7 separate regions of the Mus musculus genome follow, and regions 2, 3, 4, 5, 6 and 7 are each linked to region 1. The links are chromatin contacts, called in public Hi-C and promoter capture Hi-C maps. All regions are on one chromosome and are shown on one strand. The core of a region is the stretch at or near the end of the contact, and the rest is flanking DNA. Distances in the headings are between cores, read along the strand shown. Region 1 overlaps Fggy (FGGY carbohydrate kinase domain containing). Region 2 overlaps Fggy (FGGY carbohydrate kinase domain containing). Region 3 has its middle 41 kb from the start of Gm12707. Region 4 overlaps Fggy (FGGY carbohydrate kinase domain containing). Region 5 overlaps Gm830 (a long non-coding RNA gene). Region 6 overlaps Fggy (FGGY carbohydrate kinase domain containing). Region 7 has its middle 13 kb from the start of Gm830.

Region 1 (2,686 bases), core at 57-2,556:
ATTTGGCAAAGTGAAATAGTCTCAGAATTTGGTTCCTCGCTTGCAAATGGATATGATGGTATACTCTCTGTTGACAGTCTTGGAACTATGAACATGATACTGAAATCAGAAGTATTTTACCCTGAGGTTGAAACCAAGGGACAAGGTTGCATGGTCAGTATGACCTTTGGGCTGTAACTTGATTAGGGGTACCTTTTCTTGAAACCAGGTCTCCATAGAATGGATTTCTTTGTAAACTCTTCAGTTAGTTTGTATCCAGGGTGGACCCCTCTGCCAGTGGACTGTTTCTTGGATGATAATTGGATCTTCTGATTATTTTGTCTTTATTATTTTATTCTGGTTGCTTTCAGATTCATCCTGTCTCATTATAGGTGTTAGCATCTTGTACTGGAATCTATGATATAGCAAGGCTCCAACAGTGTGGTTGTGTTCAAGATGGGTTACAGGATGCAGAAGGGAGGTGGAGGGGAGCTTGAAGGACTTGCCCCATACCATGGGTCCTGACCCTTGTGCAGATGTAATAATCTAGTGAAAGGACTTCCACCATTCACCCCTTTGGATTTTTTTCTTAGGCTCTTTCCCTTAGAAATGGGTAGTTAAGGTTTAATTGTAGAATTAGACCTCTGGAACTCAACTTTACATGGAAATTCTGACCCTTCCTTCTCTTCTTTCTCTTCCCCTTCTGTATAGTTTCTTTTTAAAAATTTATATACCTCCTTTTTGCTGTGTTTCTTTTCCTTCTCTCTCAAGGGCCTTTGAAAAAATATTTAAATGTTATTAAGAAACTGCTATCAGGGATTCCTTTGTTCTAAAGTCATTTAGAAGATGGCTTTCATTTTTGTTAATGAATAAAAAAATGTCAACCTGTATGTTAGAATGTGCCAAGCAGTGCATCCATTAGTGAAAACTCTCAGCTTTGAATATTGCCTGGCTCTTACTCCTTTCAGAAGTCAGGCCTTCTCCCCGGGTTCTGTAAAGGTCTTTAGCTCATCCATCCTCCTAGATTTCTTTCTGGTTCTTATCTAGAGTGTAGCCTGCTGTTTAAAACGTAATATCTTCCCAATGCCACTTTACCTGTTTGTACCCTTACCTCATCCCTAACCCCCATCCTTGCTTCTTAGGAAACCTCAGTTTTCTATAAGCTGAGCTGGAGATAGTTTCAAAGAGGTGCTTGGACTTTAATTAGTATGGAAACCCCTTCTGCTTGAGGGTTTGCCCTGCAGTCTCTCTGGAAGTCAGGTTGATTCCAGTAGGGAGGGGAGGGAGGCTCTGAACTAGATGTGCTCCTGGCGGCCAGCCCTGGAGACTCGGAGCTCTGAGCCAACCATGAAGTCATTTTTGAATTTAAGGCGTCTTTTTAATCCAAGGCAGTGTCTCTTAATTTGACAAAGGAAAAGCTGCAGGATAAGCAACTCTCACTGAGAGCTCTGTGGCTGGGTGCTTGTAAGTCTACATTGTGCTGAGGAGACGTGGCCATGTGGGAGAATAGGTTTCTTTCCTTCTCTTTTTCCCTTCTCCCTTCTCCTTTCTTTTTCTCTTATTGGGCCAATTTAGCCCTGCAGTCTGGCCTCTGCAGTGGCTTGATGTGAAATTTGAGAAACATATGTAGTTTTCTATTTCAGGAAAATGATCTCAGGGATTGAATGTGGTTTTTTTTTTTTTTTTTTTTTTTTTTTTTTTTTTTTTGGCTGTTAAGCTCTGATCTTGCCCAGTGTGGGTTTTTTGATGATGGGAAAGAGGCTTCGAAGTGCTTCTTTATCAGAATTTCATGCAATAAAACTTTAGGGTTGGTTTCTTTACTTTGGCCCCTATCCCCACCCAGGCTCAAAACACAGTGTCATGTGTTCTGTTGAAGTGCAATGAAACACACATTGTTCCCATTACAATGGCTTCATTGCCTGGGTGCACACACATGAAGAGAAATGGCCACTGTGTCCCGTGTCTGTCCTTCACAAAAGCTATTTTAACTGTAATTCAGTGGAGGGCTAGGGGCTAGGGGCGGGGGGGGGGGGTGGGGTCTGTGTACTGTTTTACAGAAAGGAAAAGAGATCCCTTAGGGGAAAGCTTGCCTTTGTGTTGTTTTGGAAAAGAGATGGACTTCTGATATTTCAGTTCGAACCGTCTTCTGTGAGCTAGACCTCTCTCCTCTGACTGTCTGCAGCAGAACAAGGCATAGCCCCAGCTTCTGAGGAGCATCCCAGCCAGTGATGAGCAAAAGGCCACATGAGTAGGGTTCTATTCATTAATGGGAGTTGCTTTTTAAAGATAGTGGTGTGCTTTTCTGTCTGGGTATCTAGGGAATGTCTGGTGAAGTAGCAGGTAATAATGTACAGTGATAGGAGTCATTCCAGGACATACTAGAGATATAGAGTGAAACCTGTCTACACTAGACTGGATGGGCTGAGGGGCAGGACAGAAGAGAAAGCCAGTGAAGGGCTCGTCCTGTGGGAAAGGAACTACATTCTGGGATATTGTGCATTTGTCCTATGTGGTCCTGATAGTGTGCCAAGGAACATGTTCTGGCTCACACAGCTGCTACGGAACAGAGGCTGGGGCCCACCTAGGAATGCATGCATGGCTTCACAGCCATGCCTCTTACTGTGTCCCATCTTTTTTACAGAGAAGAAAATGTGGGATTTCTCGTTCCTTTTACACTGCACTCCTATTTACTTTCTTTGATGTCTTG
Region 2 (2,686 bases), core at 133-2,632, 210 kb after region 1:
TGCTGTGGACAAGATCTAGCATGGGCCTGTAATTCCAAGGGCACCCAAATGCTGAGATTCCATCTCAGTGCCCAAGGGGTTCTGGTCGTAAAGTCATGCGTTTAGCATCTTTGTGATGGGCATAGGGAGTAGGGGACAGTGGCAAACTGGCATCTGGGAAGAGTCCAGAGCTCCAGGAAAAGCTCTCTGGGAGGACACCTTGCAGGGGTATAAATAAACCCTGACCTAGCTTCAAGTCTCCCTGTGCTAGTACCTTCAACATTCTAGTATCTTCTCCCCAAGTGTCTCCTGGAGACTGTTGCGCCCTCCTGTACCCATTGCTCGGTACCCAGACACCAGGTATAAGCACAGGATAAGGCTCCCCTTGTGGTGGTAGTTGGCGGGGGGCATAGATGTCTGTCATGAGCCCACCTTACCCTGGGCTCCATTCCGTATGAACCCACCCATTGTGTTTCTTCCATAGCGAGTAGGTTGGTGTCTGAGCTCAGACTGACTCATGAGATCATTCCTGCTCCAGGCCATGCAGATACGGGGCCTTTATCCAAGTGATAGGCTCATTCCCTGCATATAAGGTACTAAATAAGGAACTAACTAGAATACCTATTCATATCTTACAGAGAAGTAGACCAAGGCACAATTTGGGGGCTCACCTAGAAAAGCATGTTGTGTTAAAGATCGATTAGGATGTGGGGAAGCATGGACTTTGCCCCCCTCAGCCAAGTGCCTAGTCTGTTGGTAGGAATCATACTGCAATCATTAATTCTCCCTAACTGCTGAAATTAGAAAGTAGACTGCATTGTAGTCAAACAAAGAAGGAAGAAGGACAGGAGAGGTACATTCAATTGGCTTCCCTAAATCAGGCAGCCACATAATATTGGGATTGGGATTGGGCCATTGAGCCAGGTTTCTGGACCTTTCCTTTATTGCTCTCCGATGATGCCAGCCCTGTTCCAAGGTTTGTAAACCTGCAGAAGTGGACCACAAAGAGTGGAGTAGACAGAAATGAAAGTAAGATCAGCTGGATGGCTCAGCTAAGACACAGGCCTGAAGTCTGCTCTGTGATTCCCCACTTCTTAGCTTTTAGTTACCCAAAGCCACATCCCACCTGGATGGAAGCAGGTTAAAAGCCAGCTTCAGTACAGGGAATGGGGAAAAGAGGACCCTTGAGCAGGGTAGCCAGAGGTGACCTGGGAACAGCCTGGGCAGGCACGACAGCTCAGGGTTTTGTGAAAATGGGCCATCCTCTAGTCATGTGTCCCTGAGCGTCAAAAAAGCCAGGGAATGCCACTTTGCTGCAAGCTCTGCATTGGGAACTGTTGTTCTCTGGGCTGCTGAATGGAAGGCTGTTAGTGGCTGTTTGGGTTCAGGCAGAAATTGGACCCTTTGTCTCTAACTACTGGCTAGTTACAGTTGTGGACAAAGAGACCTTTTCTTGGCCTGAAATTCCTCTACTCATGACTGACAAAGGATGGCACAGTGCATCTGCCTTCAAATGCTTTGGCTTCTGCTAAACTCATTAATGCATCCGATAAAATAGCTGACATTCCAGGCAAAGCCTCCCTCTTCCTGCCTTTACCCAGGGCTCAGAGAAAGGAATGCACTTGAGTCTGTTCTGTAAAGAAGCCTGGGGAAAGGTGAGGCCCTGGTACCTTTAAGCACTACAATTGCGCTGCTTTCCCTGTCCAGAACAATGTAGAGCAAAACACAGCATAGTATGAAATCCTCAGACATCCGCATGAAAAATTGCAGAGCCGAGTAGTGGAAAGATCAGCAGGCCAGCTGTCTGACGTAGAGGAAGTCACTTTACTTGTGAGAGCCTGGGGTCCCTCTTCTGAAAAAAACCACAACGTTGTTGTCTACCTCATGTAGACCACTCTGGGGAATTGAGTTCTAGGTTCTTGGAGCTCATAGGGAGTGATCCTAGCCTGTTGCTTCACTTCCTCCCTCCAGGCAGCCCTATGCCCCAAAAGGAGAAGGCATGGTGGAGAAAAAGAGTTTAAGATTTTATAAGCAATTTTGGCCAGGTTAGGAAAAGCAGGCTTTATTAAGGCAGGAAATATGGGCTGTACCACCTTGGGAAATGACTTGGGCACCAGAGGCACTTCCTGTACCCTGGCCATGGACTTAACTGTGATTTCCAAAAACAGTCTGCATGCGTGTACCAAGTAACTGTAACCGTCCTGCAGACTTGGGACTAAATGTTCAGTCTTGTAAATTGTGCTTTTTTAGGGCTGGCAGTTTCTCTAGGGTTTCCTTCTTCCTGTCTCACTATTCTGACTTTTAGTTCTTTACCCCCCAACACCCCTCCTCCCGCCAACACTCACAAGCACCCCCTGGGTACACAGGCTGTCAAGTACTTGGCTTGAGGATACAAAGAACAAGATGTCTCCAAGAAGTCCATTACCAAACAGCAAAGTTTCCATTGTCTTCTGACCAGTGTGCAGAAGAATATAATAGAGACCCGGAGATCAGAGGTGACAGGCCAGGCAGGAAAGGTAAGCTTACTTAAACTTGGCCAACTTGAATAAAGGGTTTATTTACAGAGGTAAGGAAAACCTAGGCAGCCAGGAAGACCCCCATAGCTGCTAACCTATTTCTATTCCCTAGGCTTAGGGATGAGGAACTGGAGGGACCCAGCCCAAGATAGGAGCTTAGTTCAGTTTTAACCAGAGGGCACTTTGCAAAT
Region 3 (2,686 bases), core at 115-2,614, 190 kb before region 1:
GACCTGCAGCACTCCCATCTACAGACTTCCTTCCGTGTAATCCATGGTCAGGAGCTCTTCATTAGTCTTACCCAATCATGTTACTTCATTTTTTTTCTTGCCAGTGGTTGATTTGAAATGGGCATACAATGAAACTTTTGAAAATAATGAATGAGATGCAATCTCTTGGGCGAAGCCATGTTGAGGGCAGAAATGAAAAAGATACAGCTGAAGAGGCAAAGCCTCTTCTTGCTGTAACCCCTGGACCTCTGGACATTTGAGAAACAAAATACTAAGGTTGGAATTGCTGAAGCCCTCTGATGAGCATGAAGAGAAGGCCGAGTGAATGAGAGAGATGCTATTGCACTGGAGCTGAAAAGCTATTGATCTGCTCCGTTAGATCAAACAGAGATCTAAACTTCCCTGAACCTCATACAATGTGGTTTTACTTTGAATCCTCACTGTGAGCAGTATTGTTTTCAAGCCCCTCGGACTCTGGTTTAAGAATTAATCAATTTCTAATTACCAGCCCTAACTCTGCCACTTATTAGATTTGTGAACTTGGCACACTTTAGGCCCAGTGTTTCTTGAACTTGTGCGTGTGTCAGAGTAACCTGGAGGGCTTGTTAAGCAATGGATTACTGAACACTACCTTAGTGGTTCTTATTCAGTAAATTTAGGGGCAAGTTGCAGGGTCCAGAGTCTGCATTTCCAACCAGGAAATGTTATTGCTCATAGGATCAGACTGAGGGGTGTGGGGGGAGGTGGTGAGCATGGGCAAAAATGACCTGTTTCTCTGTCCACAAAATAGACGAGAAAGCTCTTAGGGCTTGAGAAGAGAAAACACACTTTTGGAGGCTCATTGTACCTGGTTCTTGGCACAGATGTTTGGCTCAGGGACCTCAGCTATTCTCAAGTCCAGGGCTTAGTTCTTTGCCTAAGTGTATAGGCTCAGTCTTGCTGTGCTTTGGGCTCTAGTGGGACAGCCTTTCCCAGATAAAAAGAACCAGAAGAAACTGCCTATTGGAAGTATTTACTAGGTGTCTGCAGAAGAACGGCACGAGTGATTTGCTGGGATTATTGAGAAGCCTCTGAAATGTTGCAAGGTTGGGAAATGATGAGGAAAATGGCCTTTGCCCATTAGCCTGGGCTGGAGTGTGTCTCGGAATTATCCCTGATTTAAAGAGGTGAGGCCTTAAGCGATGGAGGCAGGAAGAAGCCTGGCTGGGTTTAAAGTAGGAGAGGCAATGAAAGATTAGTTATTAAGTAAATGAAGTCCAGGAAGTAATCCAACGTCATCAGAGTGGTTAATCACGGGACACGGCACGGGGGCGGGGCAGGATGAGGCAGGGGAGAGGGTGGTGGAGGGGAGGGGGCGGAGGCTTCTAACCTTGTGGAAACAAAGAAAGGTAGAGCCCTTAAACAGCAGCTTTTTATGTCTAGGCAGGGGCATGGTAAGGGCAAATCAGAAGGCTGAAAACAAGGACCTTTTATATTCTTCCTCATACGCCCAGTCTCACTGTCCGTTTTTATTTGTTTCTTGTTTTTAAATTCTCAACTGTAAAGAAGTGTTTCAATTGCTGTCATTGTGTTATAAACAGACATTTGTGGATTCCTTTATATGTAATACACCTGTCACTTAATTTAGTCCTTAAATGAATCTCTAGCGCAGTGATATTTATACCTTTCTCAGATGAGGAAACAGGATCTGCATTGTGAAGCAGTCACGTCTGAAAGGAGGGAGTGAGGTTAGACTGTACTTAAGTGATGTATTTACTTTCTAAATAATTTGTATCTCTATGTTTTCATGTTGTTGTCCCCTGAGATTCCAGTGAGTTTTAATAACCCAGTTTCTCGGTTATGGAATTACAGACAGAAACACATGTGCAAATGTAGCCAGAGGTACAAAGTGGAGAAGTCAGGATTAGGACTTGGCTTCTACTCACCACTTACTGCTATTGGAAATTCCTGAGGACTGCCCTTGGAGGAGAGTTCTATTAAGAACCTGTTTCTTACTCCTAACATCTAACAAGAGACAAAAGTGTTTCTGATATCTTTCTCACCTATTTCTTACAACCCCCTCTTTTTCCCTTTCTCTTTTTTTTCTACCTGTCCATTTTTGTTCCCTTCCATTTCCAGGGTAAGTTGGACCTCTGCCAGTTGCTCCTTCCTAAAACTCCTCTGTCTTGGGCTGCTCCAGAGAACATGGGAGCATGGGGGTAATATTCCATTTCTCTTTCTATGATGTGACAGGCCTATTGCATTTAGCATAATGTCCTCAAGATTCGTTTGTCAGCATTAGGGTTTCTATTGCTGTGAAGAGACATCATGACAACAGCAGCTTTTATTAAGAAAAATGTTTAATTTGAGGTTGGCTCAAAAGTTGAGAGGTTTATTCCATTATCACGATGGTGGGAAACATGGTGACATGCAGGCAGACATGGTGCTGGTGCGGGAGTTAAAAGTTAGACATCTGGATCATCAAACAGCAGGAAGAAAGATAGCCACACTGAGCCTTGCTTGGGTATTTAAAACTCCAAAGTCCTAGTGGCACATTTCCTTTAACAAGGCCACACCCCTAATGCAACTCTCTCAGTATTCAAATATATGAGTCTGTGGAGGCCATTCTTATTCAAACCACCAGATTCCAGGTCTCCATAGGCTTGTGTCCATATCAAGTTGTAGAAATGCATTCAGTTCAGTTTCA
Region 4 (2,686 bases), core at 126-2,625, 190 kb after region 1:
TCACTGGACCTGTGTTTATAGTTCAGTGGTTAAGCATTTGGATGGCATTCTCAAAACTCTAAGTTTCATTTCCAGAACAGAAACACACACACACACACACACACACACACACACACACACACACACACACACACACACACAGTTTTCACTGATAGAGAGGAAAAGAGAGTTTGAAACTATTTTTATGATTTTTTTTTTCAGAAACCTACAGAAACATCATGGTATCCATGGGGACACTCCTGGCATTGCAAAATATGAACTTGAAGTCACTTCTTCTAAAGCATTTTAAGAATGCAAATCACAAATATTGGCAGAAGTATTCTAGCTGCTAACCTCCTGTGGGCATTGCCCATGCTTTGTCTCTCTGAGGTTTTCTGGTCCATCTTTGGGATCTTTGGTTCAGAGCTTTGGAAGGTTCATTTTCCCCAGATTCCCTAGCTAGTGAACTGTGTCCCACAGTAAAACTTAACCCAGTGAAGTATTATGATACTACATTATGAAGTAAGTATTATTATACTACATAATGAACAGGAAATAGACATTCAGAGAGGCTAACTGTAGCCAGGATAGAAAACAGTATCTGAAACTTGCACTGTTTTCACTCCCAAGTTTGTCATCTTTTGACCTGAGAAATGTCATTGATTAAGGGGGTCATTCCAATTCCACCATTTTACACCTCAATCAACTAAAACTTAAAATGGGAAAACCTACACGATAGCCTTTCAAAGTCATGGTTCTGAATCCCATGTCTAATTCTTGATCCTTACTGTGTGTATGACGCTCACTCATTGGATCCAGGAGCGTATATTTATCTCTATTTGTCATTTCATCATTTTTACAATTAGGAAGACAGATTTAAATAAATCCTTTGCATATGCACCATATTGTACTGCAGTTTACAGAATGCTGTATGTTTGCATACATGGTCTTTGATCTTCATAATAACCATATGAGGTAAGTTGGACAGAGATTGTAGGATGTTTCTACAGATGAGAAGAGGACAGTTCGAGAGCTTGGAATAACTGGCTCATGTGTACACACCTACCAGGAGTGAAGCCATTGTCTGACCAGGTCTCCTGACTCCAAGCCTTTCCATGGGAAGTGCTGCCCTGGCATGACAGTGTGTTGTGAGAGTTCAGGGGCTAGTTTCATATAAGAGCAGCTGCTTTGCTCAAGCTTTTGAGAGCCCTCTTTGCTTTCCTGGGTCTGATATCGAAGTGCAAATGGTTTCTTTCTGCAGAATAATTTGCTTTTCAACCCTATCCCCTTTTAAAATCAAAATCCACTTCTTTTCCAGATGCCAGAGTATATATGCATATTTGAATAGTCACCTGGATCTGATTAAGAAGGCTCAGCCTGTGGGTTTCCTCACTGTTGATTTACATGTTTGGCCAGATTTCCATGGCAACCGGTCTCCCTTAGCAGATCTGACTCTGAAGGGCATGGTAAGTAAAAGCCAGTCCATGCACGGAGGTGAAGGCCAGCCAAGGGGTTGCAAAGTTTGGAAGACACAAAGTGAGGAGACAGGAAAAGAGGGAACAACTGAGAAAAGGTGGCCAAGAAGAGCTGGCTTTTGTCAGTTGCCTTGGTCAGGTTGCTCCTGCTCTCCAGAAAGATCTGTTAGCCATTGTTGTTGTTTCCAAGCCAGCTCAGAGCGCCTTTGAGATAGTATTTCTGTACTCAACTACTGCTGTGTCTTACTGCCCTGGTGTGGCTGAAAGTCCTGCCTATGTCATTTTTACATTTACACTGATTTGTAGTCATGTTTTCCATCTCTGTCTCCAGGCTACCCACTACCTCAGTGGTAAATATTACCACCCATGGTCCCACTTCCTGAAGCAAGCCTGAGAGCCATGGCTGTTCTGAGCCCATAGCAAAATTTCAGAATTTCAGATTTAACTTCAGCTAAAAATATAATTAATAACTAATATTGGGGGATCAAGTCTGCTCTTTTTTATTTTTGTTTTTTATTTATTTTTATTAATCATTTTCTTCATTTACATTTCAAATGAAATTCCCCTTCCCAGTTACCTCTCCACAAACTTCCCCATCCCATCTCTCTCCTCCCTCCCCTTTGCCTCTGTGAGGGTGTTCCTCCACCCATTCACCCACTCCCATCTAACCCCACTATCGTCCCCCTATGATTGGCTATCAAGCCTCCGTCCCCTCCCATTGATGTCAGGTAAGGCCAATCTCTTTTACATATGTATCTGGAACCTTGGATCCTTCCATGTATACTCTTTGCTATTAAGAATCTTTAAGGCTACATTCAGCCCAGAGATCATGAGCCCTCCTGTAGAGTTCAGGAGGAAATTGGTGGCAAGCTCACACCTGGATGAGGCTGTAGTACCTCCAAGCCAGACAGGATCTGTAGCTGTGAGGAGGCTGGCTATTGAGAACACTGAGAGCTAGGCTTGGAGGTGAATGAAACAAGTTAAATCTAGAGAGGAAGAGAACTTTCAGTTCTAATGGACCACATAAGAATTCCTAAATGCCAAGTCTAGGAAGGGGAGTGTAAGGAAAGTGAAAATGGGAAGTGAGAAGGTAGTCTCTGAGCAAATGCCACTAACATGCAGGAGCAACATTAACTGTGAGAAGGCCTACTGGCTTCAGGAATTTAAGGTTTGTGGTTAAATTCATTAAGATTGTTTAAAATAGTTTTATGATGCTTCCACAAAGTTCAAAA
Region 5 (2,686 bases), core at 77-2,576, 160 kb before region 1:
CAGAAAGTGTGCTGATTCTAGAAACAGACTAATGAATCCTGCTTATCAAACAGCTTAATGACTCAGAGCTTGCAAATATTTGGATAACATAACTCACCTCATAGAGTGTTGCTTTCCTTATTTGCCTAATAAAGATAACTGCAGAGGTGAGTGATCGTCATCCATGTAGATGTATGATCAGCATGCCTGAAAGACTGTAAACTATAGAAGATGTTGTTAATCTGATATGGAAGTCCTGAGCAACAAATTGCTTTCTTCTCCAGGAACAAGCAGGGGAGCTCATTGGAAAGATCACAGGTTGGGATAAACAAGTGTTTAGGGGCCCAAGACATTTACAGTTGACTGAAATCTCTCAAAGGCATTCAAAATGCCTACCTAGAGCAGAAATGCCTAACTTTAGTTTTGCACCCAAATCACCTGGAGATCCTTCCAGAGCAGAATGCTTGGCCTGAAGTTCAGGAAGTTGGGATGGTTCTGGGAGTGTGTCCACCATGTCCCAGGAGGGAAATGATACCTTTGGATCACATTTCGAGAAACCTGATTCTGAAACTAAAGCAGTACTTATGTAATAACAACTTTCACAGGTACTGCGCAGCTGCTTTGTGTATGTCATCATACATAAAGTACACACAATTCTTACATTTCTTCAAAGTAGCCATGTAATTGGGTCTTATTTGTTTATTTCAGGAAGCCTTACTATGTAGTCTAGGCTAGACATGAACTCATAATCCCTCTGACTCTGCTTCCCAAGTGCTGGGGTAACAGGCTCAGGATGACTTTGGAGACAGACACCAATGCTAGAAGTTCATTAACTTTACTTTTGATGGTACCAGAACTAGAGAGAGCATCATCCAGCTCTGATGGCAGGAGGTCTATACCCTCTGTTGCAAAGTTCTTGTAAACCAAGGCACAGAGTGGACCATATTAAAGAGAGCACATCTATAATGGGTAGTTGGATTTGTTTTCAAATGCAGATCCACCTGACCCCAAAGTCTAAGCCCTTTACTCCATCCAGTATGAAAAACATTCCAGCTATGTGCATTCTAGCTAGAAGCCAGGGACCTGCCGGATTTCATTCTGTCCTGTCCTTATTGCTTGACTTCTCCAGGTAATTGTTTCCTTTGTACACTCAATTGGTGGAGTAGAGCTGGCTTTTGTGGGGAATCAAATGAGAGCAGCCGGAGACGAAGTTAGAGCAGCCATTTCTTCATTCTGCCTTAGCTAGTGCTTTTCTTTCAGAGGTTGGAAAGAAACCGGGACTCTGCAAGTGGGGAACCGGCCTGTCAGCTGCACGGGCCTTGGCTTGCAGTGTTCATTAGGGCTGGGCGGGCCTCAGGAGAGCACCTGGGCTGAGAAAAGTAAACTTGTCTCAGTTCTTTAGTCCCTGACTCCCTTCTAGAGTGGAGCCCCAGCGCAGCTGCCAGGCACTAATGCGACCAATTATTTCTGTCCTCAGTTACTAGGTAATAAATCCAGCCCTGGCACCAAGTCGATGGTTTGGCGTGGGAGAAAGCTTGGTTTTAGGATCAACTGCAGCTCCTCGCTGTGGGATTGTGGCTAGGAATCTCAGACTTGAAAAAAGAGTATTGCTGTAGGAGTGCATCACCAACTGCCACCTGGGTATGACAGCCATGTCCTTGCTGTACTCTTCAGCACAAGACAGATGTGGAGTCCACTACCAAGGCTAAGAGACACTACATTTGAGAAGAGCTTAGGTTTCTGAGAGGCCACTGAGGACATCTGTGTTTGTGCACCTACATGGACAGCACACAGTCAAGCCTGGCCTTTTCCTGGTCTCAGTCTTTGCAAATGCCATCCCATCTCCCTGTACAGGATGCTCTGCCTTGGTTCTTTGCACATCTGGAGCATCTGCATTCTTCAGTTATATCCCAAAGATCACCTCTTTCCCTACATCCCATCTAAAATTCCTCCTTTGTTTTTTCAGACATCTTCCTATCATCTATCTTCTTTAGCCCCACGTGAAATATGTCATTTATCTTAGTATTTTGGAAGCAATGTGTGTGTATGTATAAAACTGCCACGTGTTGTAACATCTGAGCAGCCTTCTGAGCAGGCACCTGGCAGCCTGCTCTGCAAACTGCTCTGCCCTGAGACTGGGGGGCTTGACATCACAATTCACATCTTCAGCTGGTTATGGGACCATTCAGGTTTTAAAACTCAAGAAAACTAAAGCAAAGTGCAGGCGTCAATTGTGTGTTTTGCAGAGCTGAAATGCTTCTTATTCATTCGTCTCCCTTTCTTATCCTCAGCAATGATTATTGTATGCTAAATTTGCTTTAAAAAAAAAAGGACAAACAAAATGGAAAAGAAGAGTCCTTGTTTTGAATTCAGTAGGAAGTGCAAGGAGGCCAAAATGAACAGTTAGATGCTAAGGTAGTAAGTTTACTGATAAAGGAACGAAAACAGCTACATCATGACGTACATGACAACATAGAACCTAGACATAGGCAGGGCTGAGAGAAATGGAGGTGAGCCAGCAGCTTACAGACAGGTGTTGGCTGACATGGTGGAAAGGAACATGAACCTGCATGTCTCCACAGAGTATCAAAATTCAATTCCCATTCCCATACACCACGCCCACACACTGACTACCAGTTTTGTCCTAACAGGGGGATGACTGGCTCCTTCCTGGCCTAATCCATATGTCTCTCTGTCATCTGGATTC
Region 6 (2,686 bases), core at 84-2,583, 150 kb after region 1:
ATAAGAAATGAGACTCAGGTTTTTTTCCACCCAAGCCTACTTCCATTTTCAGCTGCTCCCTCCCTCATGGAGACATCTTTGCATCTTACAAGGATTAACGAGACTTGTCTGTACTTTGAACTCAGACAGAAATGTGGATTAAATATTCCCTAGTAACATAATAAAGAGTACAGGGAGTCATAGACTCAGCACATGGCAAGGCAAGACTGTCTTGAAGCCTGAAGAGATGAAAAAGGACAGCCCAGAGTTGCTTTCTATTCTAACCTGCCTATAGATTTTTTTCAACATCCTGGCAGGAAAATTTTCCTGTCTGTCTTTTCAAGAGGGGAGCCAGACAGGGACCAGGCTAATCACTTGCTACACAGACCTGTTATTCATAGGTGAACAAGACGGTCCTCTTCTGTACTATGGCTAAGGGTATAGCCTCAGTGTCCAGCTTCCCATCCCGAGTTCTGCACACGGAAGGCCGTTCTGTCCTGCCAGGACTCAATACTTTGCTACTTTACCATCCTATGAGTCAAGTAAGAAAGAAGAAAATAGCTCCTACTCAAGAGCTATTTGTCTGTCCCTAAAGTGAGAGCCAGGTTCTCAGTTTGCCAGACCAGTGGCAAGCCAGACTATATCACATGCAGAGATCATGGGTTCTCTGGAATTGACAAGTCTGAAAGCCAGGCCAGTTCCTTATCTTACCACCTAGTGAGTGTAGAGAGAGGGAAAATCTAGGGACTCCTGAAGTGAACTTAACTCAGTCATAGAGTTTTTCTGACAGAGCCTTACCCATGCAGTCCATAGCCCTTCCCTAGAAACCTACTTCCCTGGAAATGGTAAAAATCTAGGAGGTGAATGGCTGCTTCCCTGGAGCCCCCAGATGTGCTTTGACTCCATAGTTGCTGAATTGCTCAGAGGTGACCCCTTACAACAGAAAGACGTGAAGGTCCAGATCAGATCTGCATCCTGCCACATAACATCCATGCAGCCATGGAAAGGCATTGACCTCCAAGAGACATGGTTTCTTGTCAGTAAACTAGGAAATTCCAAGACCACAGAGATTACCAGTACAAACGCATTCAACTGTAGTAACTTCTTGGCAAATAGTCACCCCCCTCCACGCCCACTGTGTGCCTTTGTTCGCCTTTTTTTTTTATTTAAAAAATAAGGGCAATTATCATTCTCTTTGGTTTGCAAACTGAATACAAATTAATAGCGTGCAGTTTCCATTTAAGCCACCCTCAGAGAGCTGTGCTGTATCATGCCATATATTTTACTGACAGTTGTTTTCGTCCCTTCTCTTTTCTCCTAAGGAAGTCCAGATGGGCCCAAGTACTTTCTCATACCCCAAAAGATCTACTCCAAGGGCTGGAATCAGGCCTGCTTCCCATCCAGATGATCTATTCATAACAAAAGCTGCCTCCTGGCCATTGCCCACAGCTGAATCCTGTTACTCTGAAGCCAGCATTTCATTTGTTTCTGATTGTCCTACAGTGTTTGCATACCTTATATATTAGTAGAGATTTTTTTTTTTGCACACAGACAGGGGTTAAGCACCCCCAAATTAACTTTTCCTCAATATCCTTTCTCCTTTGAGTCTCTGTATTACTGCTTCGGTGTTACAAACCACCTCTCTTTCCTATGATCTTATTTAAATGTAAAACAGTTTTTCTTTCAACTTAACCTCACAGCACTGCTGTTGCCTGTAGAAAAGAGGGAGGGTGTAACAGGAATTGTTTGATTATGCCCCTGCCCCACATTTCCTTACATAGGATAGTCCACAACTTTATTAAATGGACAGGCTGCATATCTATTCATGGCCCACAAGAGCTGAGCTGAAAGAGTCTCTGACTCTATTTTTTGCAACTTTTTTTTTTAAATCAAGTTGTTTCGAAAGAGAATGTCGTAGAGTCAGATTTGGTTAAATCCTGGTTTGGTCTTAGTTGTAACACACATTAAGTTAGAACTTAAGAGTTAATGCTCTGAACCTATTCTTTTTTTTTTTTTTTTCCTTTTTCATCAAAACTGAGTATAATGGACTCAGGCTTACCCGGATCTTAAGGCTAGGGGCAAAAAATGTGAAACTGGGCACCTGGAGATGGAGACTTGTTCCTTCTAGCAATTTCAGGTCTCCCAGGACTGATGCATGGTAGACTCAGGGGCCTACGGTACTGCTGACAGGAAGGAGGGCTGGGATCACTTCTGTACATCTGTCACATTTGTGATGTCCCTGGGTACGCAAGGAATAGGGCATTTCATCCTGTCTTCTCTATACCTGCCATTTCCTCTTGACTTCATGCTGTCTCGCCATTCATCAGTCTCCTTTTAAAGATGTATACGGTGAGCCTTGCCCTGGCATCTCAGCTGGGCTTGACAAACACTTTTGTTTATTTATAAACAAACGTTTATAAAGTCACAAAGGGAGGTACCACATCTAGATAGCTTTTAGTGCTCTTTGCCTAGCCATTTTAAACTTACCTTTTTATGTTAAGCCAAAACTGGAAGAAGAGTTCTACAGAGCAGATTTCTTCTTGTCTAGATTTGCATGAATGTCCTCTTAGCCATACCTGGAACACAGTGACTTGTTTGAGAGGATATGTCCAAAAGACAATAGCTAGTGCCCGTGCACAGAGATGGTGACTTTTTAAGATTTTCATGTATTTGGGAGAGCACTATAATAAAATTATGTTACTCTCCT
Region 7 (2,686 bases), core at 73-2,572, 140 kb before region 1:
AGGATTACACAGAGAAACCCTGTCTCCAAAAAACAAAAACAAAACCAAACAAACAAAAAAAAGACTTCTGAAGAAACTTGTTTGCCACAGGAACACGCACAAATATCATAAGCCAGGAAATGGGCTCGTAAAAGACACCAATCTTTTGTTGCCTTGATCTTATATTCCAAAGGCCCCAAAACCATGAATAAAAAGTTTTTGTTACCTTCTTAACATATTTTGTTAACCTCCCAAACAGGGTAAGATAGCATTTTATTTTCACTTCCTTCTCTCTCCTGTTGCAAATCCTTTGCCTATAAGGGATTATTAGTAAGTCAGAGTAAACATCAAAAAATTTATGTAAGGATTGCTAAGAAAGCTGGTTGGAGTTGGGAAGGGAACTGAATATAGAACATTTTTGATGTTCCAGTCTGGAGAAGCAGAAGGTACGGCAGCTTTGTAGATCAATTTGGCTACTTTTGATTGAAGTGGAAATTCTAGGCATGGACGGAAGAGTAACTGAGTAAGATGTGAATGAACAGAAAGAGAAGGAGATGTGTGTGAGGAAGAAAGCTCAAGATGTCTGTGAAAATTGGACTCAGAAGTCGAATACTGAGAAGTTGAACAGTCAGCGTGACATACCTTTTCTGAGTGATCACCTAGAAGGGCCTCACTCTGATGATGTGTATATCCACAAGCTCTTCAGTTACTTTGTTCATGATGGGCTCCAAGGATGCTGCTGTTGGTCAAGATGCATTCTCTGTGACTGTGCTGCTCACAGCCTAAGGCTGATTAAACAGAGAAGCACAATGTCAGATATTCATGATGATAAGCTGAACACCTTACCTTGACATGAACTTTCAGGAAGACTTCTCATAGGAAAGGTGAGGCTGGGGTTAGAATTATCTAGACAGTGATGAGGTAACAAAAGAAAAGCACCAACAAGAAATCCCAGCTTCTGCAAAGAGCCAGGGGTGTGTGATGCTTGGTGTACTTCCATGTCCTTATATGAGTGGGAAGGAAAGGAAAGAGGTACTGATGCAAGACTTATGTCATGAATAACTTTGTTTGTCATGCTAAGCACTGATGCTGTGTTCTCAAGGCTATTGGATCTATTTAAAGACTATCCTATAGAACTATAATCTTAAGTCACTGACATGGAACTACTGGAATATGTTTAATGGTTCCAAGCTCTGAGTCGAAGGCTCTGGTATCTGGGCTGAAATTCATGAAACCGTTGGCTTCTTGCTTTGCTTTGGGATCTGGGACTTACTCGACTGGCTCAGAGCATGGACTCATTTTTATGATGTTGAGCCACTGGGTGGATCTTTTATAGGTGATTCCTTCCAGAAATGAGCTGTACACCCATGATGTCAGAGGGTGGGGCATGGGGAATGGAGTAGGGTGTAACAGCTACTATCACAGTCTCTTTCCTCCTAAGAAAATGCAAAGATCTGCCCAGTTTCTGAGCAAGGGATGCTTTCAGTTCTGGGGAAATTTAGCCTTTCACAAACATGACAATTATATCCAGAGACTGAAGGATTGTGAAAAGACCTCAAACATTCTACATGAGCTGATTTAGGCAGCTTGGCAAACTTGAGGAAGTTCATTGGTTCCTTGGGTCCTAATTCCCTTTGCTACAGGAGAGGTGATCATGAATCTATTGAAGGCTATTAGAACATCAGAAGTGAAAAAATTGTAAATCTTTAGGGATACATATTAGTTCTGTCTCCAAAGAATTTTTCTTGTGGATTTTCATTCTCTTATTAGGAATCTAGGGCCATCCCAGTTCAACTTTTCTATCCCATTATTATAATTTAAAAATATTATGTAAAGTCATGAGAATCATTAACAAAGCAAAGAAATTGGCTCATTTCCTCATCTAGTATAATCAAGTATACTAAGTCAGGCACCATGGGTTCATTGATTTGAAATGCAAATAGCTTCTACATCATGCTGTGCCTCTGACCAAGTCACTTTTCAATAAAATAAGATTCTTTTTGTTGTGATGCATTCTGGAGCAAGCAAATAAATGAGTGAGTTTCAGCAAGTCAGGCTTGCTAAGATGAATAGGCTACTGACCACTGAATGGTATCTCTCCTGATCTGTTTACAGAGGTTCTGTGAGTTTCCATGTCAACCTGTAAGTAAGCTAGGAAAAAAAAAAATCCTCCAGGGGAAAAGAGTTAAAAAGTTCATGCTTCAAGAATGAATCATGAAATATTCCAAGAATGTTTGAGAGAAATATGGCATGCCCCAGGGGACCCCCAGGGAGAAAGAGGGGGACAGCTGCAGCCACCACACGCTGAGTCCAGTGTGGTGTCTGGTCCATAGACTAGTTTTGCCTGCAGCCACAGATTGAAAGGTATGCTAGTGAACCGAGAGACATAGACTTCTCCCAGTGCCATGAGCCCTTCTGGGATGAAAAAAATGACCTTCAGTAGCTTCTAACTTAAGTCTTTAATTTCAAATATCATCTTCATTACAAATTTAAATCTTGACAGAACTAGAAATCCATTAGATGTTTTCTTTTTACAGACATCTTCTGTCTTGCTACAAAGTTTTCTCATTTAGATGCTCATTAGACACTTGGCGTTTGGAAGAACGAGAGCGTCACTCCTAAGCAGGGTATCTGTGGGGCAGCTGAATACCCACTGTAGCTGTGCTTTTCAAAATCACAGGCTAAGCTCCCAAGCACAACTAAACTG

The links. Hi-C and Micro-C count contacts between places; a contact is called where the count stands out from the background. Capture Hi-C pulls out chosen DNA fragments and counts their contacts.
Region 2: a contact with region 1 is called in a promoter capture Hi-C map of adipose tissue. The contact joins two enhancer-like sites. A contact is called at or near these places in 1 of 15 datasets of contacts at CTCF or cohesin (the NIH/3T3 cell line), 1 of 115 datasets of contacts at active chromatin or transcription factors (embryonic stem cells) and 3 of 9 other capture datasets (adipose tissue, liver and pancreatic islet).
Region 3: a contact with region 1 is called in a Hi-C map of uterus, with 3 times the contacts expected there. The contact joins two enhancer-like sites. A contact is called at or near these places in 1 of 484 Hi-C or Micro-C datasets (uterus) and 2 of 9 other capture datasets (adipose tissue and pancreatic islet).
Region 4: a promoter capture Hi-C map of adipose tissue shows a contact between it and region 1. The contact joins two enhancer-like sites. A contact is called at or near these places in 2 of 9 other capture datasets (adipose tissue and liver).
Region 5: a Hi-C map of uterus shows a contact between it and region 1. The contact joins two enhancer-like sites. A contact is called at or near these places in 2 of 15 datasets of contacts at CTCF or cohesin (CD8 T cells and the NIH/3T3 cell line), 4 of 484 Hi-C or Micro-C datasets (nephron progenitors and uterus), 1 of 115 datasets of contacts at active chromatin or transcription factors (heart atrium) and 3 of 9 other capture datasets (adipose tissue, liver and pancreatic islet).
Region 6: a contact with region 1 is called in a Hi-C map of uterus, with 2.6 times the contacts expected there. The contact joins two enhancer-like sites. A contact is called at or near these places in 1 of 15 datasets of contacts at CTCF or cohesin (the NIH/3T3 cell line), 3 of 484 Hi-C or Micro-C datasets (bone marrow-derived macrophages, nephron progenitors and uterus) and 2 of 9 other capture datasets (adipose tissue and liver).
Region 7: a contact with region 1 is called in a promoter capture Hi-C map of adipose tissue. The contact joins two enhancer-like sites. A contact is called at or near these places in 2 of 15 datasets of contacts at CTCF or cohesin (CD8 T cells and the NIH/3T3 cell line), 1 of 484 Hi-C or Micro-C datasets (uterus), 1 of 115 datasets of contacts at active chromatin or transcription factors (heart atrium) and 2 of 9 other capture datasets (adipose tissue and liver).

The regions. Positions count from the first base shown.
Region 1 is chr4:95,635,730-95,638,415 of GRCm38.p6, forward strand. All of the region lies in intron 5 of Fggy (FGGY carbohydrate kinase domain containing), which reads left to right. Among named protein-coding and RNA genes, the nearest start is that of Fggy, 80 kb to the left of the region's middle. Within about 2 kb of position 1,307, at least 125 of the 459 cell types and tissues checked have an H3K27ac peak or open chromatin away from gene starts, as enhancers often do. A contact at or near this core is called in adipose tissue and uterus, where this site is marked.
Region 2 is chr4:95,844,664-95,847,349 of GRCm38.p6, forward strand. The region is part of intron 13 of Fggy (FGGY carbohydrate kinase domain containing); the gene reads left to right. Among named protein-coding and RNA genes, the nearest start is that of Hook1, 120 kb to the right of the region's middle. Within about 2 kb of position 1,383, at least 111 of the 459 cell types and tissues checked have an H3K27ac peak or open chromatin away from gene starts, as enhancers often do. A contact at or near this core is called in adipose tissue, where this site is marked.
Region 3 is chr4:95,443,372-95,446,057 of GRCm38.p6, forward strand. No RefSeq gene overlaps it. Among named protein-coding and RNA genes, the nearest start is that of Gm12707, 41 kb to the right of the region's middle. Within about 2 kb of position 1,365, at least 25 of the 459 cell types and tissues checked have an H3K27ac peak or open chromatin away from gene starts, as enhancers often do. A contact at or near this core is called in uterus, where this site is marked.
Region 4 is chr4:95,820,681-95,823,366 of GRCm38.p6, forward strand. It overlaps Fggy (FGGY carbohydrate kinase domain containing), which reads left to right. Exons shown (of 16, transcript NM_001113412.1): 11 at 1,298-1,445. Among named protein-coding and RNA genes, the nearest start is that of Hook1, 150 kb to the right of the region's middle. Within about 2 kb of position 1,376, at least 43 of the 459 cell types and tissues checked have an H3K27ac peak or open chromatin away from gene starts, as enhancers often do. A contact at or near this core is called in adipose tissue, where this site is marked.
Region 5 is chr4:95,475,140-95,477,825 of GRCm38.p6, forward strand. The region is part of intron 1 of Gm830 (a long non-coding RNA gene); the gene reads right to left. Among named protein-coding and RNA genes, the nearest start is that of Gm12707, 9.1 kb to the right of the region's middle. Within about 2 kb of position 1,327, at least 36 of the 459 cell types and tissues checked have an H3K27ac peak or open chromatin away from gene starts, as enhancers often do. A contact at or near this core is called in uterus, where this site is marked.
Region 6 is chr4:95,787,713-95,790,398 of GRCm38.p6, forward strand. The region is part of intron 8 of Fggy (FGGY carbohydrate kinase domain containing); the gene reads left to right. Among named protein-coding and RNA genes, the nearest start is that of Hook1, 180 kb to the right of the region's middle. Within about 2 kb of position 1,334, at least 10 of the 459 cell types and tissues checked have an H3K27ac peak or open chromatin away from gene starts, as enhancers often do. A contact at or near this core is called in uterus, where this site is marked.
Region 7 is chr4:95,499,144-95,501,829 of GRCm38.p6, forward strand. No RefSeq gene overlaps it. Among named protein-coding and RNA genes, the nearest start is that of Gm830, 13 kb to the left of the region's middle. Within about 2 kb of position 1,323, at least 19 of the 459 cell types and tissues checked have an H3K27ac peak or open chromatin away from gene starts, as enhancers often do. A contact at or near this core is called in adipose tissue, where this site is marked.